Regions from separate parts of the Oryctolagus cuniculus genome. Here region 1 is linked to region 2. Evidence: chromatin contacts called from public Hi-C data. All regions are on one chromosome and are shown on one strand. Each heading gives the region's core, a stretch centred on a gene start, on an enhancer-like site or on the middle of the called end of the contact. The rest is flanking DNA. Distances are from core to core; before and after follow the strand shown. Region 1 holds the start of OSGEP (O-sialoglycoprotein endopeptidase). Region 2 overlaps RNASE10 (ribonuclease A family member 10 (inactive)).

Evidence for each region. Hi-C and Micro-C count contacts between places; a contact is called where the count stands out from the background.
Region 1: a Hi-C map of an unstated tissue shows a contact between it and region 2, with 3 times the contacts expected there. The contact joins the promoter of OSGEP here to the enhancer-like site in region 2. A contact is called at or near these places in 3 of 6 Hi-C or Micro-C datasets (ear pinna, psoas muscle and an unstated tissue).

The regions. Positions count from the first base shown.
Region 1 is chr12:54,295,383-54,301,522 of mOryCun1.1, forward strand. It overlaps OSGEP (O-sialoglycoprotein endopeptidase), which reads left to right and starts at 2,102. Exons shown (of 11, transcript XM_002718032.5): 1 at 2,102-2,416; 2 at 4,154-4,273; 3 at 4,444-4,619. The coding sequence starts at 2,302. It overlaps APEX1 (apurinic/apyrimidinic endodeoxyribonuclease 1), which reads right to left and starts at 1,909. Exons shown (of 5, transcript XM_008269300.4): 1 at 1,773-1,909; 2 at 1,319-1,444; 3 at 916-1,103. The coding sequence starts at 1,376.
Region 2 is chr12:54,233,663-54,239,220 of mOryCun1.1, forward strand. It overlaps RNASE10 (ribonuclease A family member 10 (inactive)), which reads right to left. Exons shown (of 3, transcript XM_070053946.1): 3 at 4,440-5,558. Among named protein-coding and RNA genes, the nearest start is that of RNASE10, 17 kb to the right of the region's middle. Within about 2 kb of position 3,484, at least 4 of the 8 cell types and tissues checked have an H3K27ac peak or open chromatin away from gene starts, as enhancers often do.

The DNA of each region.
Region 1 (6,140 bases), core at 852-3,351, 60 kb after region 2:
AGCACTGGCATCCCATATGGGCGCCAGTTCAAGATCCGGCTGCTCCATTTTTTTGAGTGGGAAAATAGCTTTATTTCTCTGGGGAGCAGGTGGGCGTTGGTTTCAGAACTTCTGGAACTGCTTCTTGGTGCCATCGGCCTTGGTGACCTTGAGCACGTTGAAGCGCAAGGTCTTGCTGAAGGGCCGGTACTCGATTTATTTTGTTTATTTGAAAGAGTTACAGAGAGAGGTATAGACAGAAAGGTCTTCCATCTGCTGGTTCACTCCCCAGATGGCTGCAATGGCCAGCGGCTGCTCCACTTCTGATCCAGCTCTCTGCTATGGCCTGGGAAAACAGTAGAAGATGGCCCAAGTCCTTGGACCCCTGCACCGGTGTGGGAGACCTAGAAGATCCTGGCTTCAGATGGGCGCAGCTCTGGCTGTTGCAGTCAATTGGGGAGTGAACCATTGTATGGAAGACCTCTCTCTCTCTCTGTAACTTTGCCTTTCAAACAAATGGATAAATCTTTAAAAGAAAAGAAAAGGTGGGAATGAACCCAACAGAAGACCTGATTTACAATCCTTTATGCTGTCTGGCTTGCTCAGGATGAAACATTAGAGCCATCACAAGGGCAGCTAAGACTTTTAAGCAGTAGATTTGGGAATGGAGGGTATTCTGGAGCTAAAATGGAGGCTGGCCAGCACAGAGGTTTTTGCAACAGTCGGAGGAAGGATACATTAGTAAGACTGGCAATGGCAATGAAGGAATGGACATTCCAGCAAGTCTTGGTTCATCTTCTACTGCTTTCCCTTTGCCCCTTGTACTTCTCCCACAAGAAAAGAAAGGAGAAAAAAAAGTTACATCCTGGGCATTAAAATGAAAAGACGCTAATGAAGCCCTGAGACCATTCAGCATGAAATCTGAATTCCACTCACATCTAAGCCTTTCTTCTTAATCCAGGCTCGAAGCCCATCCACGTTCCAGGAGCAGATCTTCAGTGTGGCAGCTTTGCCGCTAGGTGAGGTTTTCTGGTCTGGGGGGTCCTCATACAGCACGGGGCCCTCTCCTGCTGACTCTTTTTCATTTTTCTTCGCTGCCGTCTTAGCCTTCTTGGTCTCTGGCTCTATAACGAGAATAATACGTAGGGATAAGAGCTGGAGGTTTCCAACATCGAGTCAGAGTCCAAGGCAAACGCACCGCGACCCTGCGGTTAGCGCGACTTCCTCTCCTGCGCCCGCTATGAGTTGGCCCACAGCTAACATTTCGCCAAGGGACTCAGAAGCAGCCCCCCCAACCCCGCCCACCGCGACTGGCAGGGAGAGGCCGCTTCACTCTCACCCGTCTTGGGCTCCTCCCCGTCTTCTGCCGCGGCCCCCTTCTTCCCTCGCTTTGGCATGCCTGTAACGATCGCCCTTCGGCACCCGAACCACGTCGACCACCGAAGCAGTATCTTCACCGCGATGCCTAAGGATGCAAAGATATACGACTCAGCCGGCGAAGGCTGGGGAGAAAACTCCTGCCCTGGACGGCCCCCGCACTAAGTCCCGCCTTTCAAACCACATAATCTCTGAATCCTGTCCCCGCCTCGGTGCATCAGGCCTTCGGCGCTTCACTCCCCAACTAGATCTATCCATAGAGCGTTTGAATCACCGCGAGATCCGCTCTACGGCCAACGGGAGACCTTTACTAAAGGTCCCGTGAGGCAGCTAGCGGAGGCCCCTCCAACAAGCAAAAACGCAGCGCTGCACCTGACCTGCTCCTGCCCCGCTCCTGCCCCAGCCTGGCTCCTTACCCGAGCACAAAGAAGGGAGCACGCTGGACGCCCACGTGGGTAACTGGCGTGGTCACGTGACCCGAGGCCGCGCGTGATTGGGCCGTCTGCCACCACGTGACGGAGACTCTGACACGCCCCTCTCACTCCGCGGAGGGCTGAAGGTCCCAAGGCTCCGTTCTTGGGCTGTTCACGTTCGTGCCTGATGTACGGCTCCTTCTGCCGCCCTGACCGAAGGAGCCGGCGCCGTGCGAGGGGGCAGAAGCTCAGTGGCAGCGACTGGGCTGGGCCGCAGGAGAGAGGCGGGGGAGTGGACTAGGCAGGGCCGGCGCAGAGGCCGGCTCAGCGCTCCCGGCAGCTCCGGAGACAGGTTCCGGAAGGGGCCTTGTGGGTCGCCGGCGGGCGCAGGCGCAGGCGCGGGCACTGCCCCCGCGGCAGGTTTTGGTGTCCGGGCGCGGTTTACTGTTTACCAACAGCGTGCCGGTACCGCCCGCCGAGGGCTGTCGCGGCTCGGTGTTTGGCGCCTTGGCGTTCTCTCTCAGGCGGCGCCATGCCGACGGTGCTGGGGTTTGAAGGCAGCGCCAACAAGATTGGCGTGGGAGTGGTGCGGGATGGCAAGGTGCTGGCCAACCCGCGGCGGACCTATGTCACGCCTCCGGGCACAGGTGAGTCCTGGACTTAATTTGCGACGACCTTCCCCGCGCACATCACCTATTTCCCTGAACACCAGTGAATGGGGCCCGGGGAATTTTGTCCCATTTTACAGCTCGTTGAGGTTATGTGATGTTATTGTCAGAAGGCGGATGAGTGGAAGAGCCACAGGCGCTTGGACCTGAATCTTCTGGGGTTGTCGAGCTTTCATTGAATGCTTTTTGCGTACCAAGACCTCATAAACTTGTAGAAATCTACCCTGGAGTCTAATGTATAAACGAATTGTAACAGCGTGATGAGTGGTGTAATAGAGATGGACTCAAAATGTTGTAAAATGCGGAGGAGAGACGTGAAGATGGAAGGAATTAGGATTTAGGTACCGGATAGAATTGACTGGTATTGGGATACTCTTGACTTTTTTTTTTTTCACTTTTTAATGTTTGCTTTTTGCTTATTTTTATCTACTGGAAAGGCAGGGTGACAGCCAGCCAGAGAGAACCTCATCTACTGGTCCACTTCCCAAATGCCTGCAGTAGCCAGGGCTGAGTGAGGCAGAAGCCAGGAGCCAATAGCTCCATCCGTGTCTCCCATTTATGGGTTGCAGGGGCTCATACTCTTGGCCATCATCTGCTCCCTGCCAGGGTGCACATCAGCAGGAACTTGGATTGGAAGCCGAGTAGCTAGGCCTTGAGCCTGGGCACTCCCATGGGGAATGTGGGTGTCCCAAGTGCCAGAACACCCACTGTACTTTGTGACTCTTAAAATGGGAGTGGTGGTGCCTTAACATTGTGTCTTGGGGACTAAATGAAAGTACCAGACACTGAACAGCTTCTGTTCCGTATGGTTTATGAGCTATTGTATCTTGCCTACTCTCCCCTCAAACACCTGCACATATAGGAGGGGGCAAATGATTTCCATGTACCAGAGCAGCCTCTGAACAAGTAATGTGACGGGTTGTACGTATTAGAAGTGCTTGTATATCTATGTTTAAGTCTTTCCTATTCTAAGCACTTGGGTACTGGGAGTACAAGAATAAATCAAATAGCCAATGTTTTCAGGTAATTGTAGTTAAACTGTGGAAACCACTGATAATTTTAATGCTATGCTGTAATTGTTAGGTGTAAGATACAGTGATGTGATTATGTGTAGGATTCTGCATGAGGTAGGTATCGGTTGAGTTTGTTTTTTTTTTCAAAGATTTTTTTTTTTTAATTTTAGAGTTATAGGCAGAGAGAGAGAGAGAGAGAGAGAGAGAGGTGTCTCCCATCTGCTGGCTCATTTCCCAAATGGCCACAATGACCAGAGCTGGACCAATCTGAAGGCAGGAGTCAGGAGCTTCTTTTGGGTCTCCCACATGGGTTCAGGGGCCCAAGCATTTGGGCCATCTTCTACTGCTTTCATCAGCAGGGAGCTGGATGGGAAGTGGTGCAGCGGGGACTCGAACTGGTGCCCATATGGGATGCCGGCACTGCAGGTGGACGCTTAACCTACTACGCCACAGTGCCGGCCCCTCACTTGGGTCTTAATGCTGAGTAGGAATTGAGTAGGAAGAAAGGCACTTCTGATACCTGAACAGCTTACGTAGAGGTTAGAATGTGTCTGAAAACCTGGAAGACAGGGTGCTTGAGGAGAATGGAAGGAGTCTTCCTGCATTACTGAAACTCAGGAGGCTTCACTGTCATAGTTTTAAAATTCTACTTGTCTTTGCTGCAGAAAACCCTTATGACCCCTGGCCTGTTCCCATTTTCTAGGATTCCTTCCAGGTGACACTGCCAGGCACCACCGAGCTGTTATCCTAGATCTGCTGCAGGAGGCGCTGAGCGAGGCTGGATTAACCTCCCAGGATATTGACTGCATTGCCTACACCAAGGGTATGACTGGGGGAGGGGTCAGTGTTGGAGGAATGTGGAGCCTGGGTAGGTCAAAATGTCCTCTGCCTTGCCTCTGTCACCACCACAAGCCCTCTCCCGCTTTGACATTCCCTAGTTCCTCACCTGTTTTTTTCCAATCCAGCATTCTGACTACCATTTCTGTCCCCTAGGTCCTGGCATGGGTGCTCCACTAGTTTCTGTGGCTGTCGTGGCTCGTACCGTGGCCCAGCTGTGGAATAAGCCATTGCTAGGCGTGAACCACTGTATAGGCCACATTGAGATGGGCCGTCTCATCACTGGAGCCACCAGCCCAACTGTGCTGTATGTCAGCGGGGGAAACACACAGGTATTTTGAGTACTCCACCTATTTCATCCTACTTTGTGGGCAGTGAACCAGTGACTTCTGTGGCTTACCTGAGTTGTGGGGACTGCCTGTGAAACAGAACTGAACCTAGCTCTTCACCAGAAAACTCACAACAGAGTTCGTAATAGCAGATTTCGACAGGTTATTAAAACTTTAGGTGACTTTTATATATTTGATTATACAAAAAAGATTAGGAATTTCCAATTTAGAAAACAATGATAAGGATTTAAGCTTATATTATTTTGAAGCTTTTTTTTCTGTACATTTTAGCAATTAAAACTAAGGGGCACTACCAATTTATTTATTTATTTTTTTAAGATAACTAGACATTTTGTAATGAAGGTAAATGTAGACTTTGCTATTTTAACACTACAAAATGTAAGTAACTTTAAGAAGCAACTTTATAAATGTTAAAAAGAATTTTACATGTATAGGTGTAGCTAAAATTGCTTGGGATACTTTACATGACCTTTTAAGGTTGGGATTGGATTTCTTTCCCACGGAACACCTAATAGGGTTATTAGAAATAGCTCAGCATTGTCCCCAGCTTATGAAAGGGTTGTGTTCTGAAACTGTTTTGTGAAGTGGTTACTGTGAGGCACACCTTCCTGTGGTGACCATGTGGGAACATGAGTGCGTAGAGGGCAAGTAGTTGAAGCCTGAAGGATGACATACAAGTTTAGGGACTTGGGTTGTGGAAAGCAGCAATAGACACTGTAGGAGTTCATGAAGAGAAGTGGTAAGGGTTCCTCTTCCTCTTCCCTTTCGAATCTTTCTTAGATGTTAAAAGCAAAGATGATGATTGGGTGGTAAGGAATAACTAATAGAAAAAAGGTTTTTTTGCCAGCAAAGAAGTATATCAGAAAGGAAGAAAATCCCTAGTGGCACTGGGAGGGGAAAGGAACTCTCTGGTCCCTGGGAAGCCTGCAGCATGAGACCGTAGGTGCTGGGTATTTGCTGTGTGGAAGTTGGACACATGAAGAACTGGCCTCAGGAGACTGCCATTGCTGGGTTGGGTGGTCCATTGGTCTGACCCCACATAAGGTTTTCTGTTTCATCAAAATGACTTTCTTTCCAAATGCCACTACCGTGGTAGGAATCTAGAATGATTCTTGCTTCCTGTCTCCAAGCAAGATACCTGTTCCTAATCTACACCGGCAGGGTGGCGTCTAAGGAATGTGTCCAACCTGTGAAGCGGAGAAATGTATTTGAAATTATAGCTTGCGGCCGGCGCCGCAGCTCACTAGGCTAATCCTCCGCCTTGCGGCACCGGCTCACCGGGTTCTAGTCCCGGTCGGGGCGCCGGATTCTTTCCCGGTTGCCCCTCTTCCAGGCCAGCTCTCTGCTGTGGCCAGGGAGTGCAGTGGAGGATGACCCAAGTGCTTGGGCCCTGCACCCCATGGGAGACCAGGAGAAGCACCTGGCTCCTGTCAGCGGATCAGCGTGGTGCGCCGGCCGCGGTGGTCATTGGAGGGTGAACCAATGGCAAAGGAAGACCTTTCT
Region 2 (5,558 bases), core at 2,234-4,733:
GATGGCCTGGGAAAGCAGCGGAGGATGGTCCAAGTCCTTGGGCCTCTACCACCAACGTGGGAGACCCAGAGGAAGCTCTTGGCTCCTGGCTTAGGATCAGCCCAACTCTAGCCATTGTAGCCACTTGGGGAGTAAATCAGCAGATGGAAGATCTTGTTCTCTCTCTGTCTTTCTCTGACTCTGCCCTTCATATAAATAAATACATCTTTAGAAAAAAAAAAAAATTACTCCAGAGCAAGTTATGTGAGTAAGAACATGAGAGAAGAGGTAGGGCCAGCAATGTGGCATAGCTCATTGAGCTGCTACCTGCGATACTGGCATCCCACATGGGCACTGGCTGTGCCATGTATGATCCAGCTCCCTGCTAATGTGCCTGGGAAATCAGCAGAAAATGACCCAAATGCTTGGGCCTCTGCGACCCATGTGGTAGACCCAGATGAATTCCTGGCTCCTGACTTGGGCCTGGACCAGCCCTGGCTGTTATGGCCATTTGGAGAGTAAACCAGCAATTGGAAGACCTCTCTCTCTCTCTCTCTCTCTCTCTCTCTCTCTCTCTTTCTGTGTGTGTGTGTGTGTGTGTAACTTTGCCTTTCTTTCTTTTTTTTTTAAATTTATTTATTTATTCAAAAATCAGAGTTATACAGAGAGAGAAGGAGAGGCAGAGAGAGAGAGAGAGAGAGAGAGAGAGGTCTTCCATCTGCTGGTTCACTCCCCTGTTGGCCACAACAGCTGGAGCTGTGCCAATCCGAAGCCAGGAGCCAGGAGCTTCTTCCAGGTCTCCCACGTGGGTGCATTGGCCCAAGGACTTGGGCCATCTTCCACTTCTTTCCCAGGCCATAGCAGATAGCTGGATCAGAAGTGGAGCAGCTGGGACTTGAACTGGTGCCCACATGGGATGCCGGCACTGCAGGCGACGGCTTTACCTGCTATGCCACAACATTATATATAAATCACTTCTGAGTATATCCACGCTCACCTTTTGAAGGGAAGAGTATCAACAAAAGTGTGAACAAATTTTAAAGCTACCACAATAACTAAAAACCATGAAGCTGTTATCTAGAGTCCCAGATACTGAATAGAATTGGCTGACTATACTCCAAAGAGGAAAGTTGGACATATGGTGTAGTGATAACATCCTTGAGCCAGGAGATTTGGTTCACCTTTCTCTGGCATGATAATGACTGTAAAAGGACCACAAAAGGTCAAGGGTTATTATATTTGAGAACAGGCCATACCAAAAAGAAAAAAAAAAAGTGAGTTCAGTTTGATTCATATACAAGGCATTGTGTTAGCTCTACTAAGGATATACTCATTTACTGATAAGCATGAACCAGAGAGGTTGTTTTCCCATGATCAGCTAATAAATGTTAGAACTAGGGCTTCAACCCAATCCTTGCATGGCTGCCTTCCTGTGATGTGAAGCTCCATACATCATGTGCTTAACTGATTTATGTTACACTGACATTCGTTTGTTTTTAAAGATTTATTTATTTAGGGACCAATGCTGTGGCCTATTGGGTAAAGCCACCGCCTACATTGCTGGCTCCCACAAAGGCACTGGTTCAAGTTCCAGCTGCTCCACTTCTGATTCAGCTCTCTGCTATGGCCTGGGAAAGCAGTAAAAGATAACCCAAGTCCTTGGGCCCCTGCACCTGCGTGGGAGACTCAGAAGAAGCTCCTGGCTCTTGGCTTCAGATTGGCATGGCTCTGGCTGTTGTGGCTATCTGGGGGAGTGAACCATCAAATAGAAGAACTCTCTCTCTCTCTCTCTCTCTCTCTCTCTGCCTCTGCCTCTCTGTAACACTGCCTTTCAAAAAATAAATAAATCTTAAAAAAAGAAAAGAAATCTATCGTTGTCCTCTGACTCCTTGAGTACTCTGTCTTTAACCTTAGAAATGCATTCTTACGACTTTAGTACCCTAATTCGATTGCTTGTTCTACAGTGGCCCTTATCCACACCAGCCCACCAGAGCAGTGCCCAGTGCTGGCTTGAACAAGATCACCTCCCCTCTTCCTATCACATCAACCCTTCTGGGTCTCATTTGTCATATGATACCAACATAGATGCAATGTTTCTTTTTAAAAAAGGAAAGTACACCCAGTAATAATAGCACAGTGCCAAACTCACACAAAATCATTTATAGAATAAGGGCTATTTTGCTCTTTTTCTTGTCACTTCATAAAGGTGCTGAAAATTGCAATTTTTTGAGATTACTTTTATGCTCTGTGTGTAGGGCTGCACAATGAGTGTATAAACATATAATGCTAGGCACTAGCCTCATGGTACTGCTGGAGAGCTGACATTGTCGAACAGTGGGGCATCCCAGAGCCTCCTCAAATCCATATAAACATGTAATAGACAATTATGCTTGACTAAGCACTCATGTTTTCCTGTTTGATCTTTTTGCTTTGACTTCATGTCACCATGTTCCTCTTCCTGTAAATCGAATGTTTACCTAGTTTCTGAATCATAATTCTAATAAAGAACCAGCCCAACTGCTCCTAGAGGTATTATTTGCACAATCTGAATCACTTTCTGCAAACTAATTGGAGCCTAGTCTGCACATTTGAAGAGCAGAAAACGGTAGTCCTATGCGTAGTGTACAGGGTGAAGAGGCGTGAACATAAAAAAGCTACTATATCAAAGAATTACTGAAAATAGCAATAATTCGCCCCTTGGAGTCCCTTTCAATCCCACCAAGAATGAGTCTCCAGCAGATAACTTCATCACCTTGGGAAGGAGAAGGGATGAAGTCCAGCTCAGTTTGCTTTTCTTGGTGAGAGTGAACACATGAGGGGCTTGGGAGGAAAGTCCACATCAAGAGCCTGGTAAGCACTTGAAACTGAAGACACTACCTAGATTTAGCTACAAGCTGAGCTGGGTGGGTGTCTGTGCCCTTGGGCCAAATGGGGGGGGGGCAGGAGGGGTGAGTGTTATCCATATAAATAATTTGTTTTATAAATACATTACAAAATTAAGGGATACAAGTGAAGTATAGCAATTTATCAACAAAGATGTAGGATAATCCATAGAAAAAGAGACCTGGGGGCTGGCATTGTGGCATCGTGAGTTAAGGATCTGCCTAGACACTGGCATCCTATATGAGTGGCTGCCCCACTTCCACTCCAGCTCCCTCGTAATGCTGTTGGGAAAGCAGTGAAGATGGCCTAAGTCTTTGAATCCCTGCCATCCATGTGGGAGACCAGGATGGAGTACTAGTCTCCTGGACTTGGCTTGGTTCAGCCCAGGCCATTGTGGCCATTTGGGGAGTGAACCAGTGGATGGAAGATTCTCTCTCTCTATCTCTGTAACTCTGCCTTTCAAATAAATAAATACATCTTTTTTAAAAATGGCGAAAGTTTTGTGAATTCAGCAGAATTTGGGCTGCCATGAGTTAATTTTCTGTCCCTGGGAGGCAGGAAACCCCACAGAGGCTGTTTTTTCCTGCTTGAGCCACTAGGAGCCTGTAGAGTATTTTGTAACTTTCTTTCCGGTGATAGTCTCTATGGTCTGATAAGTCTGACTACTGGAATTTATCCAAACAGGTGACCCGGAGAGGGAGGTAGGAGACTCACTGGAACCCGTGTGGGAATCCTTAGGGAGAGAAGTGGTGGAAAACTGTGAGAGGAGGCAGCCATATATATCCACAAGTTAGAGAATGTAGGCTTTGCTCCCTGGCTAATGCTAGTCTCTTGAGGGTTGACCCTGTGACTCCTTCAGCTTTGGTTAACAAGAAGTCAGACTTGAAGCGCTTTCACATTCCATTGCCATTCCTAATGCCCTTGGTTTACCTGTCAGACAAATTCCTAATAGCACTGATTTTCTCTGCAAATCTGTTCTTTCCTCCCCTCCTCCCCTACTCCTATGCTCTCTTGCCGTGGACAATCTTGTTTCTTCAGGGAGGGGTTCTCCACCAGGAAGAGTAGAAATTTGCCTTGGTCATGTCAACACCTCCTGTCACTCCTCCACCCATGTCTAAATGTCAGAGCAGCCCACGTGTGCAGACACACTTCCTGCCTAACAGCATGGCTCCCAATAGGTCACTGCCTGGAGCGCTGAATCAGAGGTGGAAAGGCAAATACTGAATGCAGGAAGTCTGGGAGGATATGAGACAATATATTCAAGTGATTGCCCGCCAGCAAGAATAGGAAAGAAAAGGACATTATGGAATAAATGAAGGGGGAAAATGGGCAATTAAAAGTCAGCTCAAAGTAAACCAGACTCTTTCTTCCCTCCAGTCTCCCAAGCATGTGTGTCCTTGACTCTTGGGGACTTTTACGGTCTAGGAAGGTGAGGCAGAGAAAAGCCTTAGAGGGGAGGAGATCTCAAAATCAAATCCCACAGCGAATTCTGATAGCCACTTTCACAGATGTCCCCCTGCCCCATGCATGTCCAAGTACACTTTCAAAAAATAACTACAGACCCTGAATTACTTCTCTTTTCTTTTTTGCCAATATTTATTTATTTATTTTAAAGGTAGAGTGACAGAGAGAGAGAGAGAGAGAGAGAGAGAGAGAGAGAGAACTTCCATCCTCTGATTCCCTCCCTCAAAAGCCCACAACAGCTGGGGCTGGGCCAGGCCCAAACCAGGAGCCAGGAGCTCCACTTGAGGCTCCGAAGTACTTGAGCTGTCATCTGCTGCCTCCCGGGACGCCCATTCACAGGCAGCTGGATCGGAAGCAGAGACAGGACTCAAAGCCAGGCACTTCCATATAGGATGTCAGCATCCCAAGCTGTATCCTAACTGCTGAACCACATGGCAGCTCCTGCTACTCCTGGAGCTATTCGAATTTAGAGGAAACAGGGTGATGGAAGCCACCTGTACCCTCTGTTTATTCAGCCCCATGGCTTTTCCCCTCCTTGAACAGATTCAATATTTTCTCTGCTGAGATGATTCTCTCACCAACATCCTTGTTCTCCAGATAAACAGAGAGGGAAAGACGCGGAATGCAAATAGGAATTCCCCTCCAACCTACTGATTCCACATCCCGCTGAGCTTCTGATGTAGGCACGATTCTACTTTTTAGACCTAATCTGGGACTCCTCCCTCAACCCCCACCTCACTCTCCTGACCCATACTCCCTCCCGAACCCCCGCGGGAGACTCTGAATGAAGGACCAATATCTGTCTACCTGGCACGGCACAAGTGACCAGTATTGACTGAACAGATCTCTGAAAGGCTTAGAGAAAGGTCAGGCGGGGTCTCAAAAGAAAAGGAAGAGGAAGAGGAGAACCAAGGGGAGAAAGGGGTTGGGGGAAGAAACAGAGGAAAGGGGGCAGGCAGGACAGGGAAGTCAAGGAGACTGCGAGAAAAAGAAGGAACGAGAAGGTGAAGAGCGGGGGAGAAAGCTCTCTGTCCCAGCGCGTGTTCTATCTTGGTCCGCGCCCCACAGCACATTATCAGCAGACTCCCCAACCTGGGCCTTGCAGTTTTTCCAGGCTCAGAGAAAGAAAACCTGATCCACATGGTTATCCAGACGCACTCAGGCATAGAGTCAGTGTGACCGAACACACGGAGGAGAAGTGCAATTGCGCAAAGCAGAGATGTCTTCTGTGG